Linked DNA regions of Ctenopharyngodon idella: region 1 is linked to region 2. Evidence: chromatin contacts called from public Hi-C data. All regions are on one chromosome and are shown on one strand. Each heading gives the region's core, a stretch centred on a gene start, on an enhancer-like site or on the middle of the called end of the contact. The rest is flanking DNA. Distances are from core to core; before and after follow the strand shown.

Region 1 (6,822 bases), core at 603-3,102, 150 kb after region 2:
TATGGGGGTCTACATTTTCTTGACTTATATTCCTTAAACAATACATTTAAGATAAATTGGTTGAATGCACTTAATTTAAGGCACTTAATTTATAAACACAACTTCAGTCCCCACCATTATTTTATCTGGAATAGCCATGATATCTGTTATAAAAAATAAATCTGTATTTTTTCCTGATTGGTTTCCTGATTGGTTTTCACTTGAGTAATTATCTTCCTGATTTTCCCTGGAAGAGTGTGGTCTTTACCTAATAAATAGGCCTATTTAATTACGAACAAGGTTAAAGAGGTATCCTTTAAATTGCTACATCGAGTTTACCCTGTGAATCTTTATAAAAAAAAAATAAAAAAAAATAAATATATTTTAAAAAATGTTTCCAGAGAAGGATCCTCTTTGTTCCTTTTCTGGAATGGTAGATGAGTCTGTCCCTTATCTTTTTTGGAAATGTGTCCATTTTTTTTAAATTTTTTTTATTATTATTATTATTTTTATTTATACGTGCTTCTCTCTTAAACAGATTTTCTTCAGAGGTGTAAAGAGTACCTGAAAACCATACTTGAGTAAAAGTACTGATACCTTACATCGAAAATGACTCCACTACAAGTTACAAGTAACCAATTCCAATACGACTTGAGTAAAAGTCTTAAAGTATCTGATTTTAACAGTACTTAAGTATTTTACTCATGCTGAATGTAGGCTCAGAGATGCACTAGTCCTGAGAGACATGCCAGTGAAAATAAGAAACAACTGATTTGTAAGATGAGAAATCAAGTTTATTTTCTAAGATCAAAATAAATCTGAACACCTCAATATTGCAATAAATCAAGGTCAACACAGCAACCTTTTAAACGTCTACAGCTCAAGTGCACAGAAAAGCCATAAGTAAACCAATATCCTTCAAAACGGTCTTGTCAATATAGCGGATAAAAAAATGTTAAGTAAAATTAAATAGTGAAAGTCTACTGTATGTGCTGGTTTGAGCCTCATCACCAGCTGCAGTCAACATCTGCGATCAGCATCTACCTGCTAATGCACTCACATTCATGTAAAGTATCCTTGTTGACAAGTTTTGGGTGAGTAAAGGCAAAATGCACAAGTTATAGTACCTTCAATGCCCTTAGATGGCGATATTGCTTCTTTATATCAGAAACAAACTGTTGCAGAAAAAGTTAGCTGCCATGAAAAATGTAATTTGTAATTGCATAACTCATCACAAATGTAGTGGAGTAAAAAGTACATTTACTTGCTCTAAAATGTAGTCAAGTAGAGAGTAAAAATTGCAACAAAGTAGCCAAAAAGATACCTAAGTACAGTAACTAATTACTTTTACTCAAGTACTTTACACCTCTGCTTTTCTTTGTTGTACAAGGATGGGGTTTTTTTTTTCATGTTGTTCTCATCTATTTATTTTACTAGCTAAATTTTTTAAACATAAGTGCAAATTTTTGTCTGTAAAGCCCCTATTTATTATATTTTGTAAAGATATGAAGTAGTACTTGGATACATTAGGCTACCTCCAACAATGTTAAAGCCTTAATCAATAACGTTATGTATGTTATAATATTCATTCTTTCCTGTAATGTACAGTTGACTGTATGCACTGATGTAGCTCTGATGACTGTATGCTATTGATGCTATTTGTACCATTTTATAAGCAGCTAATAGCACCTGCTTAGCATTTCTCATGTATCGTTTATTATTATAAAAAAATATCCCAAATCGCATAAAAATCACATAATCATATAGCCTACTGTCGTTATCGTATGTTTAGTAGTTTAATGTTTCATGTTTATAAACGTTTCTCTGGGTTGGTACACAGACAGAAATCGAAAGCAACTTAAGCCCACTTAATACCCACTTCTGAAGCGCTGAGCTAATCGCATTTTTCAAATTCAAGGTTTTTCTTTTTTTCTTTTTTCGTTTGTTTAAATAGGAGGGCGTTCGTGGGCAATTCGTACTCCCGATAATTCAGAGAGCATTAAGTTTATGAAGACGTAACGAGTTGAATATGTGCAGGGAGAGAATGATCTTCCTCTGAGTCATAACACAGATCGCGGAAGAGAAGCACAGACAGCGCTGGAAGCCGCTAATGCTCATCAGATCGCGAAATTCAGTGGGAAATGAATAGAAATGATGATTCTGCCTAAAGAAAATATGAAAAGTGTAAGTATAACAATATTTCTCCAAATATGCACACTTTTTGACTAAAAGCCTAATGGATGCGGTTTAGTGAAGAACGTTCAACGTAGGCCTTATAGGTGTTTAGTCTGGCCCGCCGTGGCAATGCAATATTTTTTGCATGTAATATTTGTGAGCAAGGGGTTTTCTGAAATGTACACAAGCCACTTGTATGGCAGGTTGTCGATACAGGACGATACAGGACTTGTATGGCAGGTTGTCGATACAGGACTCAGGGGCCGTTCACATATCACGTCTTTTGCGCGCTCAAATTCGTTTCAAATGTAGGCACGCAGCAGCCGCGCTCATAATAGAAGCGACGCCCATGCGGTGCGTTTTCCAGGCGCATCGAGATGAAAAATTCTCAACTTTTCAGAATGCCGCAAGCGCACCGCAGGCCATGTGACAAGAACCAACCTATCAGCTTCGGCCTTTCCGTTACAACATCGAAAGCTCAGCCGAACAGCTGATCATAGCCGTACATGGTGGTTTTTATATCTCATATATCTGCACGTTTTCTTTTTGGAATTTTCAGTGTGAACACACTACTCGCACTATTTGTACTTAAAAACGTAGTAGAATAGTGCATAAGTACGCAAATGGGCTATATGCACGGAGCGTTCTTAGAACTTCCACAATAATACAAGCCAGCTCGAAAACTTCCGGTGAGATGTCATTTGCTGGTGTGTTGAGCATCAGTAGTGTAATACTTAGTTTATAATCAGAATATAGTCACTTAAATAGTCAGGCATAGCACTCGTTTAGTTATTCAAACGTAAGACGACATAAAAATAAATAAATAAATAAAGACGTACCTCATTGTTCCTCTAAATTCAATTCGACCATCAGTTTTCACACTTTTGTGTGAAAAAAAGCGTCAAAAATAAAATATTTATTGTGCACTTTAGTTAGATTAATTGAATAAAATGTGTGTTTTTACAAGTGTGCCAAAATCATTGATCTTGTTCAAGTGTTCATTTTTCTAATAGGTTTGGTTTTAGTTTAGTTTATTTGATGCTATGGGGCTTGGCTGAACCTGCAGACTTCTTTGGGAGCTCCTGGGGGAGACTTAAGCTTTAACTTTAGCTTTTGATGTTCAATAATTGTGATTATACAATCAGAAGACATCAAAATTGGAGCAGCAAGGCTACTTATGCCAAGTTTACATTACATTTTAAGCCCGATTTAAGCCCGACAGGTCGGGCTGTGATCGGGGGCAATCTTTGTGTGTGAACTACTCAACGACGCATCAAAGAGGCTCGCTGACGCATCGCCGACACCTCACTGATGGCAGACAAATATCTAGCATGCTAAAAATCTGGAGCTGTCGGCCGACTCGATATCCTGTGGTGTCGCATGTCGCGACGCAACAGCCAATGAAATATACACTAATGTCTATGGAAGCAGCAATAACAATCCATTCAAATAGCCTATAATTTGCCGACATTATTCACATCAGATACACATTGTGTAATGCCAAGTTTACACTACAGGACTTTAAACGTCAGCACATCGCTGTGCTGTTCAGACTACATGACTTGCTGTGGAGTCTTAGTATCGTCGTGGTGTTCACACTACATGACACTACGTAAATGATCCGCAACGAGGAGGTTACACAATACACGAGCTGACGACAACTGTCACCCAACGACTTTATTTGAAAATGGATGTTGGGAGGAAATTAGATTAAATTTTGAATTAAATTTAATTAAAATTAAAATAACCCTTTCACACAGGTTTAAAACATTCTGGCTGACCTCCCAGAGTTAAGGCGACTGTTATTTTAGAACGTTTCCCTTTATAGTTTCCATGACGACGCTTTGTATTGCTTTTCTCACCAAACTATCTTTGTCATTTAAAAACCTATATAATGACCTTGATCTTAATATATATATAACGTGAATTCATCCATTTGTCCTGAAATACATGTGGCAGGTGAAGTTGGAGAACAATAGAGTGAGTGAGCTTTATAGTTTCTTACACAATGTGCATCTGATATGAATAAACGTCGGCAAATATTATTTGAATGGACTGTTATTGCAGCTTCCATAGACATCAGCGTGTATTTCATTGGCTGTTGCATCGCGACACGTGACACCACATGATGTCAAGTAGGCCGACAGCTCCAGATATTTAGCATGCTAGATATTTGTCTGGTGTCTGCGAGCCTCTTTGATGCGTTGTTGAGTAGTTCACACATAAAGATTGGTGAGCACCGATCACTTGCTGATTTTCCCCCGATCACAGCCCGACCTGTCGGCGAGCTTGTTAACTGGCAAATCGGGCTCTGGCTTAAAATCCTGTAGTGTAAACTTGGCATAAGTAACTATAAAGCTCACTCTATTCTTCTCCCAGTTCACCAGCCACATGTATTTCGGTACAAATGGATGAATTCACGTGCTGTAGCCTATAAATCCGACTAACAGGACTCTCTGAACTAAAGGATTCCCTTAAAAGGATTAAGGGAATAAATAAAAGTAAAAATTGTAAAATAAGTTCTACTGCAGTTGTGAAGAAGGCCTAATCAATTGAAACTATTTGTAAATACGGTTTTGTTTTAAAATATGCACGTTCACTCTTACTGATATCTGATCTGTCGCAAACGCAAAACGTTTCTTCCCAGGTGAAAAAAAGTACATATAATGTACTTAAAGTGCTCTATTTTCGTGCACTAATTTTGTACGCAATATACTAAAAAGTCTTCTTTAGTACTTCTTAAGATAATCTTAAGAACGTCTAAGTGTACTCAACTGTATGCAAACTTTTGAAAACGGGTTTTAAAGTGCAAGTTTTCGAAAACGGTCTCTGTGTAAACAACAAAAATGTGAATCTGTGAAAACGATTATGTCATGCATGTGCGTATTACATGTTCAGTGTTTCATTGCCATCTAATGGCCTGCCAGCAGAATACAGCGTTTTGACAATGGTGTTGTCTGTATGCGGAAAACTCAAAGGAAAAACTTCTCCATTTTAAACATATCGTTGTCGTGTAAACGTACCCTCAATAATAAACTCATTTTGCTGAAAGTCACACTGCTCACCGAAAGCTCTGCTTGATTTTTATGCAATGTTTTGTAAAGCATCAGTAATCAAAGGGTGCGTTGCTTAGATAAGGGTCAGTTATGTATAATCAAACTCAGACCTTTGGACTCATTGAGGAGTCCAAACTAGAGGTCGACCGATATATCGGTCGGCCGATATATCGGGCCGATATTTGTCTTTTTTTAATATATCGGCATCGGCCGATATCCGTGTTTAGTAGCGCCGATTTAAAGCCAGGCACGTCCGCGGGCAGCCCTGTGTTATTGGTGCGGTGGAATGTGCTGCTGCCGCATTTGAATTGAAACTTTTGAAAGATTCAACAACAGTACTGGGAGATAAAGGTAGCCTAATGCTTAAATTCTGATATTTCAAAGTCCTATGGCCATATATTTACTATATATTACTAGTAAACTATGAAGTGTTGCTTCACTTAGTGAAAGAAACAACGGATAGCATAGAACCGTCGGAACTGGCATAATGCTACTACTCCGACAAATATTGGCAATATTAAGAGGATTTGGCATTTCCAATTAATGTAAGCCTGTTACATTCTTCTAGTCTATTATTATTACTATTAGGTAAGCTACTTTTATTATTAAATTAATATTATAATAAATTTGCCCCGCAATAATTTCACAGCGCATCACCGCATAACTGACGTGCTGTGAGGATAATAAAAGATTAGGCTATCAGCTCCTCTTTGAAAATGTTTTAAACATTTTTTTAGGTCTATTATACAATGAATTGGACCTATAATTATAATTATTAACAGTCTATAATATTTCCTAACACTGCAGTCATAAATGAAAATTAAGAGCAGCTTTAGGCTAGCTACTTCAAGCACCAACTTTAAAACAAAAACAACAACAACAAAAAAAAAAACAAGCTGTTTAACACGAAATACTGTTCTTCTCATTTGTTTCACTATATGTACGGGCAACAAGAGAAATAATGGAATAAATTAAGTTATATACCGTTATCAGCATATTATGTTGAAATTCGTCTCTGAGAGAAAATGCTCCGTTAATGCAGCGTCAGGCAGCTCCGTCACTTTTACTTTCACTTTGAATACTGACCGAGGTTAAGCTTTTACCGGCATAACTTTTCCGCAAAGTTTGCACGTTGCTTCTTGTGTGATATCCATTGGTCCCCTTCTTGGTTAAACCCCCGCGGATTTGTGCTACGCCACTGCGCAGAAGTATATGACATTTGTTCGGAAGCATGGTTTGATGCGGACAATAACCGGGTTTCCATCCAACTTTGCATTAATGAAAATTCAGCTCAAGAATATGCGCATCTGCGTGTGTTTCCATCAACTGTGTAATGCGAAATGGACATCAGCCTAATAAAGTGATGTGTTCCGCCCAATGACTATATATATATATATATATATATATATATAGTCGCATAGTTATTATCCTCATTAAACCTGTCTAACGTCAACCGTCAAGAATGTCAGAAATCACTAAGAGTTTAGCACTGTCCTTGCATACAAGGCTGTGCAACATGACAAAGTTTTTTTTTATTTTTTTTTATAAAGTTGTATTTATTTTATTTAAATGTATATTTAAGTTTACGTTTATTTTCCAACAAACTTTTGGA
Region 2 (6,205 bases), core at 984-3,483:
AAATATTTGTCACCAATTTCTGATTTAAGGGCGAAAACAACGCTACTGGCTTTTGCTCAGCCTGACTGCAAAGCCTTTAAAGACGACTGCCAATATGTTCTAATCCACTTTTCAGGCCTATATGGATGAAGTGGGGCATTCAACCTTATGTATGGCACTTCCAAACCTACTACATTTTCACTGCAACGCCTACATCTGAAGGATTCTGGACAAAAAAAGCAAACAGAATTTCCTGCCCTGCCCTGCGGGCTGACTTAACCAGCAGTTACGTAACACAAACAGGGCCGACTGTGCCATCGCAGAGGGAATCAAAAAGAGAAGTGTGCCATTAAGTCATCTTGTGGGTGATGGGGGAGGTGGAAAGGTCAGGAGGGGGCGATAATCTCAGCTAAAACACTCATCTAGACGATTAAATGATCACTATCAGACACAAAGAGAGTCAAGTGTTTTTTTTGCAGGCTTGGTATTATGTTAACAAGTCAGCACACATGTAGTGTACTTGACGCAGCCAGTCAGACTGCATGTAAGCCGTTTTTTCTGCAAGCCAGACTTTTCCAAATCAATTCAGGTCTGTTGCACTCAGGGACGTTGAACCCTCTACAAAGGACCACCACCGGGTAAAACAACATTTGAATGAATGGGAGTGACCGTGTGTTATGAACGTACGTGTGAATGCGGGTGGAGTTTGGTTGCTGAAGTGTGTCAGTTCCTTCGCATTAAGAACCACTCGGATGTTTGTTAGCCCTCTAATTGGCTAAAATAAAGCAGCGGATGCTGGAACAGAGCCAGGCTAACACTTAATTTGTTTTTAACATGCACTGGATTTCCAGATCTTTCAGAATTACAGAACTCCAAATCCAATGTATTCGTATTTATGTGCACTCCAATATTTTATTGCAGTGCACATAATTAAATCAAAATATCTGAAGTCCAGAACGTTTTCGTCTGTTTATGTAGACACATATAGTTATGGTTCTTGGTGTGAACGAGCTTTAAGGAATGAAAACACCACCAATACCTTTCTTTGGCAGGCCTCGTCCCTTGCCCATCCTCGACCTCCGGTTAAGCAGTTTGCCCTTAGGGCTGGTGGGCGGAACTGTGGACCGGACCACATCACCGTTATCACTCAGCGAGTCGCCCCGGCCTGAGTCCCGGGAGGAGTTCTTCCTCAGACGTCTCTTCACCTTGGCCTTGAGTCTCGCCTCGTGAATGCTGCCGGTGGGGGCCAATATCCAGTTTCCATTGATCTCATTATTGACATTTCCAGCGAAGGTGCTGTCCTCATCCCCGGAGGGGAAGGAATCGCTAAGATTTCCGGCCTCTGTGGATGACAACGTGAATAGTTTGACTAAATATACATAAAAATAGCATTAACACTAGGGGCCAAAGTTTGGGCCCATTAAAAGACTTTTTATTCCACTGAGAGAGTACAAACAAGTGATAGTCCTGACCTTGACAACTTCACCAAGACTTATCATATCAAATACAAAATATGAGGGCAAATAGTTCTCAAACACTGACCTAGAAACATTTAAACTTGAACTTACCAACAGGGTTTGCATTTAGCCATGCCTCACAGTCAGTTGCCATGGTTAAGGAATTAAGTTTTTCAGCGTATGAAATGTGCCTTTGCACCTAGGATGCAGATATGTTAAAGTTAATACGTCAATCTTTCGAAAGCATAAATGAATACATGCAGACAGCTGCTCCAATCAGCAGCGTCCATTTGGCTCATACACAAGCCTGATACAATGAATGGACCACATTACCATACAGACAGGAGATCTACACTCTCTAAAACAAAGTGTTTTGGCGAAACAATATTCAGTTTTTATAAAAAAATTTATTAACGTGTTTTATATTTGACGTAGAACACGAATTTAATGCATGGCGTTATGTGCACGCGCAAATGCACGGGCGCAACATAAACATAAACAAAGCCTCGGGGCGTGCAGAGAACAAACGCGTTTTAGCCTTTATTTGACGCAGCGTATAAGGTAAAGCCTTCATAAGTGTTATATATTACAAAATTAAGTTTCTTTCAAACAACAGCCAGTCGACGAAGAACAAATCCTACTAACCTGCTTTATCGCGTAGTCCAAGTTCGAACGTACTCTCCGCTGATGTTGATTTTGTGTTCTCTGCCCAGCAACTCGATAGTGTAATGCTGCCCTGCGAGCTCTCTGATTGGTCAGAAAAATAGAGGCGGATAACAAGGTGACCAATGAAAATTGAGATCTGATGAAGCAGGTCTTTCTCGTATTTTCTACGAGGTGTTCGTTGAAGATCGTGACTTTCCGCCGCCTGGGGATGGACGCTGGAACAGAAGTGATGTCATTATGTAACAGATTGCGCATGGGTGAGGATGAAGTCACTACCTCTCTGTTATATTTATTCAACTGACCCATTTGAAAAAAAAAAAGACCGCAGGTAAAATAAGATGCAAGGGTTATTTCATAATGTACAGGTCAAGACATGTCATTCAGGGCCATCATGGGACACGAAGCTTTGGTATTCGTCGTTTCACATAAATATCAGGCCACACTATTTCCAAAATGTTTATTCAATATTTGCATCAGTGCAACCCAAAATAATTATACAGATTTTTCTTTCAGAAAAATGGGATGCTATCATTAACAGAATATAAAACAGCGGACAAAAAGTTTTCCAGAACCATTCCAATAATATACTCACATTATAACACACACACACTCAGGTTTTTTTTATCTTTAAACAAATAAATTTGATATTAGATAAATAAGCATGGTCCAGTTCAAGTATCCCTAAAGTCTGAGCTCTGTGTACAGCAATGATGAAATGTTTTTGTTTTTTTTTTGCATTTTGAGACATTCACTACACTTGACCACCTAAAAGGCACTTTAAAAAAGTGAATATTTAAGCATGAAACAGAAGAAAAAAACACATGAAACACTGAAGAAAAAAAATGACCACAGAAAATGCAATACAACAGAATATTCACATTAACCTGAGGATAATTTTACACCTCTTCAAATTTAAATACAAATTTAAATAAGGCACTTCTGAAGGAAAATCTACACATATGCAAGCTTTAGAGTATGAATGAGGCAGATGCAAATGATGTAAACACTACACTTACCAGTGCATTTCACATTCTGATATGTATTTTTCACAGTGTAAAAAAACTTCCTGACCTACAGAGGATACACACGCCGCCTTGTGTCCTATGAATAAGGACAGTGTACTTAGCAAGACAGTTCACTGAAAAATGAAAATTGTCTCAACCTCATGTCACTTCAAATCTCTATAATGTTCTTTTGTCCATGGGACACAAATGAAGATATTTTGCAGAAAGTGACAATGAAAGTGAATGGGAACTGAGGCTGTCAAGTACACTCTTAAAAATAAAGATTCCAAAAGGTGGGTTTTTGCAGTGATGCCACAGAAGAACCATTCTGGGTTCCCTAAAGAACCTTTCAGTTTAATTTTTTTTCTTAGTGTGAAGAACATTTAAAAAATTTAAAGACCCCTTTTTCACTATAAAGAACCTTTTGTGGAATGGGAAGGTTCCATGGATGTTAAAGATTCTTCATGCAACAACAGATGCAAATAAAGAACCTTTATTTTTAAAAGTGTACAGAGCCTCACTTATGACGTAGGAGGAAAAAAAGATATTGTGGTCACAACTTATTCATTCACTCGTTTTAGTTCAAAGCTCCATATGGCTTCAAAAGACTAGGAATATAGCACACATATCACATGGACAGTTCATGGGTAGATTACTTACAAACTGTAATCCATTATGGAATACAAATTACATGATGAAAATTGTAGTTAGTGACGTAGGCTAATCTACATTACACATTTTACTTTTTGATTACTTTTGACAAAACTCATTTATCACATTGTTTTGAATATGATAATCTTGTAGCATATTGATATGAAAATGCAAAGAGAAAGAAAATTTATTCGACTCTTTGTTATCAACAACGTGAAGTGCATTAAACATACTTCAGGCTTTCTCAAACTGGGGTTTGTGTTGGAACTGCAGGGGGTTCGTAATTTGACAAAAAGCTAATTAATTAGATCTTAAAATGTTAAAGTAAAAGAAAAATATTTTAAAATAACCAAAATAAAACACTTACTAAAAATATTTTACTTGTTTATGTTGTGTGACCTCTCAATTTCCATGTAATTATAGCTAATGGCCACTCTTGTGTGCGCAATTCCACAAAACTGGAAGATTTTCTGAACATATATAAGCAATAGGCTTTTTTAGAAAGAAAAAGTTAAAAGATAAAATTGGGAGGATTAGGATAATCATTGAATTATGAATAATTTACTGCTATTTTGTGATTAAGTACTCAAGTACTCAATAAAAAGTAACTAGTCTGTAACTGTAGTCAAGTATTTTAAAATGTAATATAATCTAATTACAAGTATTTAATTTTAGGAATCTGATTACGTAATCCAAATTACATGTAATCACTTACTATCCAGCACTGCACATGGATTACTTTTATGGTACTTTTATGATTCTTTTTAAATTTTGGAGCCACAGTCTCCATTCACTTCCACTGTACAGGAACAAAAATCACTGTATTTCACTGACAAAAAAAAGTAATATGCATTTACATTTTTTTCCAGTGAACTATTCCGTTAAAACATGATATTTAATAACCCATTTTTTAATTCGGAAAAACTTTCATACAATTCACATTGCTATGTACTAGAGTACACAGAGGATCCAATTGCTCTGGTTCTCCTTGTGTCCCTTCCCTTCCTCTTTGTGTTTGTGTTGTGTCTCTCTGTCTTGATGGATGTGTCTCATTCAGTATGTCCCAGCAGCGGTGCAGTCCCAGTAGTCTCACATGAGCTTCAATCAGTGTTTGGCGACTCTGTGTGGAAGTTCAAGAGACTTTCCTCCGCCAACTGCGACAGATACTTCTAGAAAAACAAACAAAAAATCCCCTATTAAATTACACAAATGACAGTTTACTTTTAAATTACAGGAATAAGAGCAGTCCTACAGCCTTGAAGAGCAACAGTTTGGTTTCTCTGACTAAAATGGCTGACTGATGGCACCTGACTGTTATACTGAAGTAAGTTTATGCTACATTTGGATTATTACAAGTTGGGCTCTTTTGGCTCTATTAAAGATATACTTTTCAAACCCGTTAATTTATGTAATTTGTCCTCTGACAATGTGGATAAAATTACATAAATCTTTGACTTGCTAAGGCTAATTTCATAGCTAGCTTTTTATGTATCCTAATTTAGTCATCTTAAATAATATTGTGGTACTTTTTGCATAATTTGACAAAACTGACTTTCATATTTTAAAGGTGCAAAATAATTTTGCACAAATGTTGTGCTGATGAGTACTGTTGAGTCAAGTTGAGGTCTGTTTTAATGACACAAAAGTTCCTGTAGCTGAAGAAACTCCCATAAATGTGCATCCTACCAAAATGCGTATTTGTTTACCAGTGAAACAAGGAGAGCTAAAACAGAAGAAGGTCAAAATGTGGGAGGAAAGCAGGTGTTTCCTGTAGTGTTTACTGTCTCTCTCTCTGTCTGTCTGTCTCGGTTTCACCTGTCTTGCTCTTCTGGTGTTAAATTCAGCTGTCACCTTCTCACTGTAGTTCTTGTAAACTCAACACAGCTGGCAGACCTCAAGGTGGAGAAGTGAAGTATGAGGTGACGCTCTTTGGCCGACCACTCTAGTCTGAGAGACACGACAACTGGTTGTGGTCTGACTGTGATGACGGGGAATGTCCAGCTCCTTGCCGCCTCAACTATGTTGTGTTGGAAAGTGTGTTTGTCTGTCTGTATGTGTGTGTTTCTGAAGGGTTATAATGAGGAAACTATATCCCACCCTGAGGACCGGACTCCTTAGATCAGTCAGTCTTACATTGCCGTCACCATTGGTGGTGAGTAACTAAGTAAGTGTAGCCTTTTCAGTAACAAGGTACTATTTCCAACAAGTAGCAGTGTAGCATGGCCAAATGCTACGTCGCTGTTTGAATTTCATATTGTTTGCGTGCATCTTTACTTCCAAGCAAACAACAGTCTAATATGCTCAGCTGATTGGTCCTCTCAGTCCACTCTTGATTCATTCTAAGAAACAATTCACCAACTCACTGATTTGAATTGCTTCAGCAGCTTCTATGTAGTAAGTTAGCCTGTAGTTTAGCTAATCTGATGTACATCTGGAAACTCTTGCTGT

The links. Hi-C and Micro-C count contacts between places; a contact is called where the count stands out from the background.
Region 1: a Hi-C map of muscle shows a contact between it and region 2, with 2.4 times the contacts expected there. The contact joins the promoter of si:dkey-286j15.3 here to the promoter of pdcd4b in region 2. A contact is called at or near these places in 2 of 2 Hi-C or Micro-C datasets (both in muscle).

What each region holds. Positions count from the first base shown.
Region 1 is chr10:17,203,101-17,209,922 of HZGC01, forward strand. It overlaps si:dkey-286j15.3, which reads left to right and starts at 1,853. Exons shown (of 4, transcript XM_051911508.1): 1 at 1,853-2,163.
Region 2 is chr10:17,052,164-17,058,368 of HZGC01, forward strand. pdcd4b (programmed cell death 4b) reads right to left here and starts at 2,234. Exons shown (of 12, transcript XM_051907833.1): 1 at 2,082-2,234; 2 at 1,548-1,635; 3 at 1,019-1,321. The coding sequence starts at 1,590. rbm20 (RNA binding motif protein 20) reads right to left here. Exons shown (of 14, transcript XM_051907830.1): 14 at 2,545-4,926. The coding sequence ends at 4,858.